Regions from separate parts of the Lactuca sativa genome. Here regions 2 and 3 are each linked to region 1. The links are chromatin contacts, called in public Hi-C maps. All regions are on one chromosome and are shown on one strand. The core of a region is the stretch at or near the end of the contact, and the rest is flanking DNA. Distances in the headings are between cores, read along the strand shown.

What was found. Hi-C and Micro-C count contacts between places; a contact is called where the count stands out from the background.
Region 2: a Hi-C map of leaf shows a contact between it and region 1, with 8 times the contacts expected there. The contact joins the promoter of LOC111904448 here to the promoter of LOC111893135 in region 1. A contact is called at or near these places in 2 of 4 Hi-C or Micro-C datasets (both in leaf).
Region 3: a Hi-C map of leaf shows a contact between it and region 1, with 10 times the contacts expected there. The contact joins the promoter of LOC111893141 here to the promoter of LOC111893135 in region 1. A contact is called at or near these places in 2 of 4 Hi-C or Micro-C datasets (both in leaf).

What each region holds. Positions count from the first base shown.
Region 1 is chr4:264,725,673-264,728,372 of Lsat_Salinas_v11, forward strand. LOC111893135 (calcium-transporting ATPase 1) reads right to left here and starts at 1,430. Exons shown (of 7, transcript XM_023889202.3): 1 at 953-1,430; 2 at 29-83. The coding sequence starts at 1,126.
Region 2 is chr4:264,444,166-264,446,865 of Lsat_Salinas_v11, forward strand. LOC111904448 reads right to left here and starts at 1,267. Exons shown (of 9, transcript XR_008231804.1): 1 at 973-1,267.
Region 3 is chr4:265,038,932-265,041,631 of Lsat_Salinas_v11, forward strand. LOC111893141 (U-box domain-containing protein 4) reads right to left here and starts at 1,341. Exons shown (of 2, transcript XM_023889207.3): 1 at 222-1,341. The coding sequence starts at 1,199. LOC128133318 (a long non-coding RNA gene) reads left to right here and starts at 1,344. Exons shown (of 2, transcript XR_008231811.1): 1 at 1,344-1,479; 2 at 2,243-2,652.

The sequences.
Region 1 (2,700 bases), core at 180-2,679:
GTGGGAGTTTCAATGTGGAGATGCATACCATTGAGAAATTGAATTGCTGCATGTGAAACCAGCATCAAGGTTCGTAGACTCTCCTACAGATAGAGCCTCATGTCAGGGTTACAGCTTGAATTGCACATTAAAAAAGAAACGAAATGAAAAAGTCTAAAGGAAAGCTACCTATGTGCAATTTTGATATATAATGGGACCTAAGTTATACTTTTCTTAGTAGTAACTATTAACTAAACACACTTTGATGTATTTCCCATCATAAATAATCACATATTATCGGATTTAACCGGTTATGTGGTTAAGTAGGAAACTTTTTAAACACATCTCCACAGCAAAAAGGCATGAATTACATCAAACAGAACTATATAACATGGAAGCCACAAGATGATTGAGCTCCTCAGATCTCAAGCTTAATAAGATAGATGCATATGTTATCAATATTTTCGGAAACAAATAGGTCTGGTGATCATATAGGATATAGCCAAACAACCTAAAGGTACCATGTTTTTAAGGTAATTCCATAAGTTCGATCTTGCTCTAGATGCACTCAAATCAACATAAGCCTCGAACAGGAAATTTATTTAAGAAAATGCTGCTTGTATGTAGTAATTACTAGTATGAAATGGCTCAAAAGAAGGTAAACAGCAGTGTATTTTCCCGTTTGATTATCATATCAGAGAGCTGTATCCAACCTTCACAATTTAGTTAACATAAGTCATGAATTTATTTCGTTGCCGTAGTAGAAAAAGCCTTGGTTTGTATCACTGATAGAAACCCAAAAACCCTGATGCGTCTCCTAATGGTCAAAACCTTCCAGTTAACTCGATTAACCAACCAACCACAAATCAACAGTCGGCTAGATTCACTTTAAGCTCAACACAAGAAGCTAAATAGCAAACGCAGAACATAGGTAACGAAAATAAAACAGATGTGAAAGAGAGAGAGTATGAACCAGATTGGATCGTTGAATAGCACGAGCTTCGAAACGCTTGGACAGATTAGCAGTGAAACGAAAACGTCGTTTCCGATTCTTCACCACCCAACACAACTTCCTCCATCTCTGTAACGCTTCCTCCGATGAGTTCTTCGGCTTGACCTCGAAATTATCATTCAAATAGCTCTCCATCGCTACTGCTTCAACGAAACCGGTGCTTGGTTTTTCAAAATGGCATCAGATTCAGAAAAGCAAAACACAACTGAAGATCTTTTGCCACTTCGCTTGTACTGTGCTAGACTACGGATCTGGCTTTATTAAAAATTGATTTGTGTTAGATCGTCGATTAGGTAGATCCTTGAGGATTTTGTAAGCGAAATGGAATGAAAATATAAAATTACAGTTGAAGTGATTGGATATTTTGAAAATGAGAGAGAGGGAGTTGACCTTTTCTTTAGTTTTAGGTTACAAGAAATACACGCACAACTCCACTAACTCCGTTGTGTGGTTTTAACTTTTAACTCCGATTATCCAGAAATGGTGCGTGGGCGGTGGGTCAGGGTCAGATTTCAGAACACCCGCGTCTTCTTCCCGGTTGATTGGGATGACGGTCCAATTAAACTTGGAGAACAATTTTGACCAAAACAAAACACATGTTATTAAAACTCTAGAACTATTTTGACAAAAACAAAGGACATGTTGTTAACATGATTTGTTTTTTTTTTTTTTAACCGGCCAGTAAATAATAAATCTACTATAATAAATAAATATAATTTTACCATGTATCAATCTTTAATAAGTTTTGACACTTGTTATTTTGTGATATTTTTTAAATAAATAATATTCACATATTAATTTATAGTTTTTTTCAATTTTTAAAATTGAAAAACCACATAATAATTATACTTATTTATGTAAACTATTAAATGTAATAAATATTATACTAAATTGCAATTAATATGTTTTTTATTTCAAATTTTCACTTCTTATTTCAAAATTTTATTTTAAAAAATAGTTATTATTTACATTTTAATATTTTATTTTTTTTACTCAACCCGTATATCTAGTATAAAATAAAAGAAACCCAACTCTAGCAATTTGCTAGAGAGGGAGAAGTACAGTGCAAAGACGACTTAAATACAAGAAAATGATCAGACACCAAATATCCAGTTCATTTTTCCACGGTTGTTCCTCGAAATTTGATCTAAGTGAATACTAAGGACTGTATCATGTTTGCCAGTTTAGTGGGTGATATTCGTCGGTTGTTAAATATTTTATTGGTTTTTTCCTTCCAAATACTCCACATCCCTTAGACAATGGCATGAAGTATACGTCTCTTCTTTGGGCAATTCCCCCACGGCTGCAGCAAAATCAATAACTTTCGCTATTGTACTAAAATGAATAGCTTGTAAACCACACCACTTAAATACCCACTCCACCACTAGTCTAGCAAACAGACATTGAACCAGAATGTGATTTCCACATTCCTCCTCATGGCAACAATATTTGCAAGTTGTGGAATCAAGATACACATCCCTTCGTTGCAAAGCCATAGTTGATGGAAATCTACCTAAAATGGCCCTCCAAATGAAGCATGAAACTTTATTGTGTAACATCCCCCTTCTGGCACGTATCACAATATTGTCCACTTTGGGCTCCCGGCGAGAAAACTTCCCAGGGGGTCACCCATCCCTGGATTGCTCTCATCCGGGCACGCTTAGCTGCAGAGTTCTTATGGGATTTGCTGCCCTCAAGGCTTTAAAACG
Region 2 (2,700 bases), core at 17-2,516, 280 kb before region 1:
TGAGATTTTTATATATGGTTAAGTAAATATGACAAATCAATTTTATGTTATAGAATATTTTTTAAGTTAAAAAAATTCTTTCGTAACTGTTTGGAAAATATTCGGATCCAATTATATAAATATTTTTATTAACATAAAAATGGATTGTTTTTATAATTACATATGTACTCCATAGTGGTTTTGGTTGAGATTTTGTTAACAAATAAATTGTATAAAATAACTAATTTACTTTGAAATCTTTATTCACAGGAACATAATCCATGAGAATCACAGAGGGGCAGTTTAGTCTTTTTTACTTTTTTACTTTTTTATTGTTGTGCACACTTTTGTTCCCTTTTTATTTGAATGCAGGTTTTTTTATTCCATTCTTTTGTGATAATAGCTGGATCTCACGGAGTTCTAATTCCAAATTCTAATATTCCAGCCCAACTAAACGAAGAGTTAGAAATGGCCATGCAACCCGAAGAACTTAAGGGAATCAGGAAGAAATTGGAGAACAACAAGGAGACATATGAAGTTTTGATCAAATGGCAGGATCTCCTGGACTCTGAAGCAACATGGGAAGATTATGAGGAAATTAGTGGGCGATTTCCCTCCTTTCACCTTGAGGACAAGGTGAGAGTTTGGGCGGGGGCAATTCTGTCTTTTTTGAGTTGTGGTTTACAGACCCACCAATGTATGGGACAGGGGCAAATCTGTCCTTTTTTGTCTATAAAATTTTGTGTGTTAATATACTTCTATGGCTAGTGAAAGACACATCAGCCTCTAAATAATCCAATTTGGGTGTGTGTTTGTTTGCCTATAACTGCATATTGATGTAAATAATCTAAATAATCTATGGCTAGTGAAAGACACATAAGCCTCTAAATAATCTATGGCTAGTCAATAATTCATTCGTTGAAGCAAATTAATAACACGCTGAACAATTGAAGTTTTGTAAAAGTTTCAGCAAACTGAAATCACATTACATACCTTCAGGTGTCGTTAATGGAGGTGTTGGGGCAGTGACGGTGGCGGTATGCGGCAGGGTCGGTGGTGGTTTGCGATAATGACAGCCGGATGCAGGGACTGTGGCGGTATGAGGAGGTCGATGGTGGTGCGGGACAGCGACAACAACAGCAACAGCCGGAGGGCAGCAAATGTGGGTCGGCGAAACTGTGCAGGAACAGGGGTGGGGAATCGCCGGTGTAGGGCTAGGTTTTTCTTTCAGACTTTCAGGAACCGATCTATGCGACGATGAGATAAGGAGGGAATTGATAAATTGATTTCTTTTTCATTTTGTAAAAATTTTCATATACTGGTACCTTTATTTTTTTTTTAATTCCAAATGGTTAAATTATAATTAACTAGCAATGATATTTAAAAGTTTTATTATAATACTTAATATAAAATTCAGTTTTATATAATGTTTCTTTGATATATTTAAGTAGCAATTATATTAAAAAAATATATTATGTTTTAAAAAAATGAAACGAAATTTTTTTTTTTTTGCCGATTAAATCAAATAAATTTCAAAATATAATAGTTTATATAAAATCAGTTGTAAATAAGTTTACTTTGATATGTTTAACTAGCAGTTATATTTTTAATTTTACTATGTGTTAAAAAATGGAACCAAAAAAAGAACATTTTTGCATGGTTAAATAAAAAATATAAAAAAAATGAGAAAAAATAAAAAAGAAAAACTTCTAAATGACTAATGGGTTCGAATGATACATACGTTTGTTTGTACACTTTTGTTATGTATAACTCGGTTAAAACAAAACAATCATAGTATAATTAACTTGTGAAAAAAATGAAACGGAAAAATCGACATTTGATTCTTAAAAAATAGAAAAAAAAAAACAGTAAGTAATCTGTAGTTAATACCTACGGATTGCCTAAAGAATAAGGTAATTTGTACGTATTCCGTAGCTATTTACCTACAGATTACCTACGGTATTTTTTTTATTTTTCAATTTTCAAAGGTCAAATATTGTTTTTTTCGTTTCGTTTTTTTTCACAACTTAATTATACTTTGATTTCTTTGTTTTAACCAATTTATAGATAACATGAACTTACAAAACAAACGTATGCATCATTAAAAACCATTAATATATAATAAACAAAAATCTATGTATGTTTGTCTTTAAGCCACAATTAACATCATTAAACAAATACACGATATAATAAACATACTACATACATATGGTGTGTATGTAATGTGTGTACTTATGTCTATTTGTGTTTAGAAAATATCTTTGATTTAAAAAAAAAAAAAAAAAGAACTTCTAAATGACTAATGGGTTCTAATGATGCATAAGTTTGTTTGTAAGTTTATGTTATGTATAACTCGGTCAAAACAAAACAATCATACTATAATTAACTTGTGAAAAAAAATGAAACGGAAAAAACGACATTTGATCCTTGAAAAATAGAAAAAAAAAATGTAGGTAATCTGTAGGTAAATACTTACGGATTGCCTACAGAAAAAGGAAATCTGTAGGTATTTCATAGCTATTTACCTACAGATTACCTACGGTATTTTTTTATTTTTCAATTTTCAAACGTCAAATATTGTTTTTTTCGTTTTGTTTTTTTTTCACAACTTAATTATACTTTGATTGCTTTGTTTTAACCAATTTATACATAACATAAACTTACAAACAAACGTATGCATCATTAAAAACATTACTATATAAAAAACAAAAAACTATGTTT
Region 3 (2,700 bases), core at 91-2,590, 310 kb after region 1:
TATTTTATTCATGGTTCATTAATAATCTATGTTTGATGTTAATATTTAAAACTAGGATTGGGTTAAGAGAATATTCGTGAATCATTTTATGTAAAAGATTAGGTTATTGAAAAATAAATAAGTTTGTAATTGTATGAATACTTTTTCACTAAATAATCAAATAGTAAAGTCTTAAAATAAGTAATAATAGGAGAAAAACTGAAAAAGTGAATAAATTTAACCTTTTGTTTAGCTCGATTGGTACCAGATTGCGACAGGGCGATGAGGGGAGGAATGGCTCCTTCGCGGGCCACCATAGTCCGGTACACCAGACTCTGATCACATATCTGTAACAATATCACCACCGCTATCTCCTTCTGCCTCTGTGATCCGACCTCTATGATTTCCACCAACACTGGAATTCCTCCTTCCTCCACCAGCGCCGCCCTTGCCTCCGCCGTGGATACCAAAATACTCATCACAAATGCCGATTTGTCCACCATGTTTGATCCGAAATCGGCCATGAGTTCAACCAACGGCTTCATGATCCCCGCCTCTACAGCTCGAATCTTATTCTCCTTCACCGAACACAATGAATACAACGCCGTCGACGCGTCTTTTTTCCCGCGGATGTTTCCACTTTCGAGAAGGTTTACAAGTAAAGGAATCGCTCCTGACCGTCCGATCGCAGATTTGTTTTCGTCTAATTGAGATAAACGAAGTAAAGCACACGCTGCGTTTTCTTTCGCCGTTGATGTTCCGCTCTTCAACGCTCTAACCAGCGGTTTGATTGCTCCGGAAGAAGCCAATTGCTCTTTGTTTTCATCGCATAGAGACAAGTTCAAAATCGCCGTCACTCCATACTCTTGAAGCTGCGGATCGGACGATGAGATTAGCGCAATCAACGGCCTGATTGCTCCAGCTCTAGCGATCATCAATCTGTTCTCCGGTTTGTTCTTCGCTAAGAGCCGTAACTCCATCGCTGCTTGTTTCTGATCCTCAACCGAACCAGATTCGAGACCAGACACAAGCTGCCGGATTAGATCTTCTGAGTTCTCGGTGGCGCATGACAAAAGGAGACGACGGCTCTCCGAAGAGGTCGTCGGGAATTCACCTGATCGGTCGCTGTTGCAATCACTAAAAGCGGTGGAATCATCATTTGTGTTGCTAAAATTTCTTCCCATGTATGAGTAATTGGTCTGAATTTGCGTCTCCATCATCAGAACAGTTGCCGGAATTGGAAAAAAACTCGTATTGGGTACACCGGTGAATGATTGAATTTAGGTAATAGTTTAGGGTAAAGGACACTCTGTACGGATTCTGAAGACAGAGTGGTATGGAGGGGTGGTGATATATAGAATAGAAGAGGGGAGAAGAAATGGAGGGCCCGAGATGACACGTGCGCAACCGTATCTATTCCCAGTAGAGCATACACGTGGGAAGGTGTGGGTCTCCTTCCTTCTACACGCGTGCATGGAAGCTTCATTAATATTTAGACAGGTAAATGACTTCTGGCTTATTTCGACTTTTCGAGTCACTTGAGAGTTGAGCCTACATAATTTGTAACATTCTGCCATCAATTCATCCATTAATGAACTTCCTGAAAGCTTGATCGAAGTAATTGACTACCATTTCAGTGATTAGAAAATAGCTGGCATTAATTTAAAGACTTGGTTAACAAATCAGTTTACTCATAACAATCCATCCCTTAAAACTAATTCTTAGTTCTTTTAGGTAAGTGATGGTGGAGACCTTTGTTAGTTCTTTTAGGTAAGGGATGGTGGAGACTAAGGTGTTGTTTGTTTTTTGGAAAAAAACTATTCAGACATCTTATTGGTGCGCGGCGCAGCACACGCGCAACACTTTAATCTCGCAGTTGTTTGATTTTTCAGAAATCTTCGAATTAAAAAACATTTGCACGTGTTTTTCTTGGCGTAGCACTTGTTTTGCCTCTTCCTATCTCTTCCAACCTCTTCCTTTTCTTTTTTTCTTGTTAAAATATTGATTATATATTGTTGAAATCTTATTTCTATTTTTTTTACTCTTGTTGAATTTTTTTTATATTGAATAAAAATAATTTGTTGATGAAATATCATTGTTTTATGCTAAAATATCTTTATTTTTTTGTTAAAATATCATTATTTTTTTTTGCTGAAATATCATAAATTATTACTGAAATGTCATACATTATTAATTTTTTGGTATTAAAAAACTATTTTTTGAATTCGAAAATCAGTTTATTTTAATTTTTTAATATCTGCAGCAGCATGCAAATGTTAAAAAAACAAACACGCTTCTTATTACAGTCTGCAGCCGTTTGGTCCACCTCTTCTACTGCAGAGGATTGCAGAGGTGGTCCGCAGACTTTATGGATTTTTGCTTCGAAAAAACAAACAGCATCTAAAAGTTCAAAGGCAAAGCTTTGGTCAAATTGTATAACAGTTTAGCATAATATCGACTCAGCAAGGCATTTGGCTTGGTACTGCTGATTTGAACTTGGAAATGAGACACACTTTGGAAGGACAAATATACTTTTGATATATTTTGCATGAATGATCTTTTCTTATGTCACATATATATGGGGTATATATAAAAGCCTAACCAAAACAATAGTGTCCGATATAGATATATGCTCAATAAAATTCATACTAATAAATAAAAATCTTTTTGTCACATGTTATATTCTCATGCATTTTGACATATATATTTGTATGGTTAATT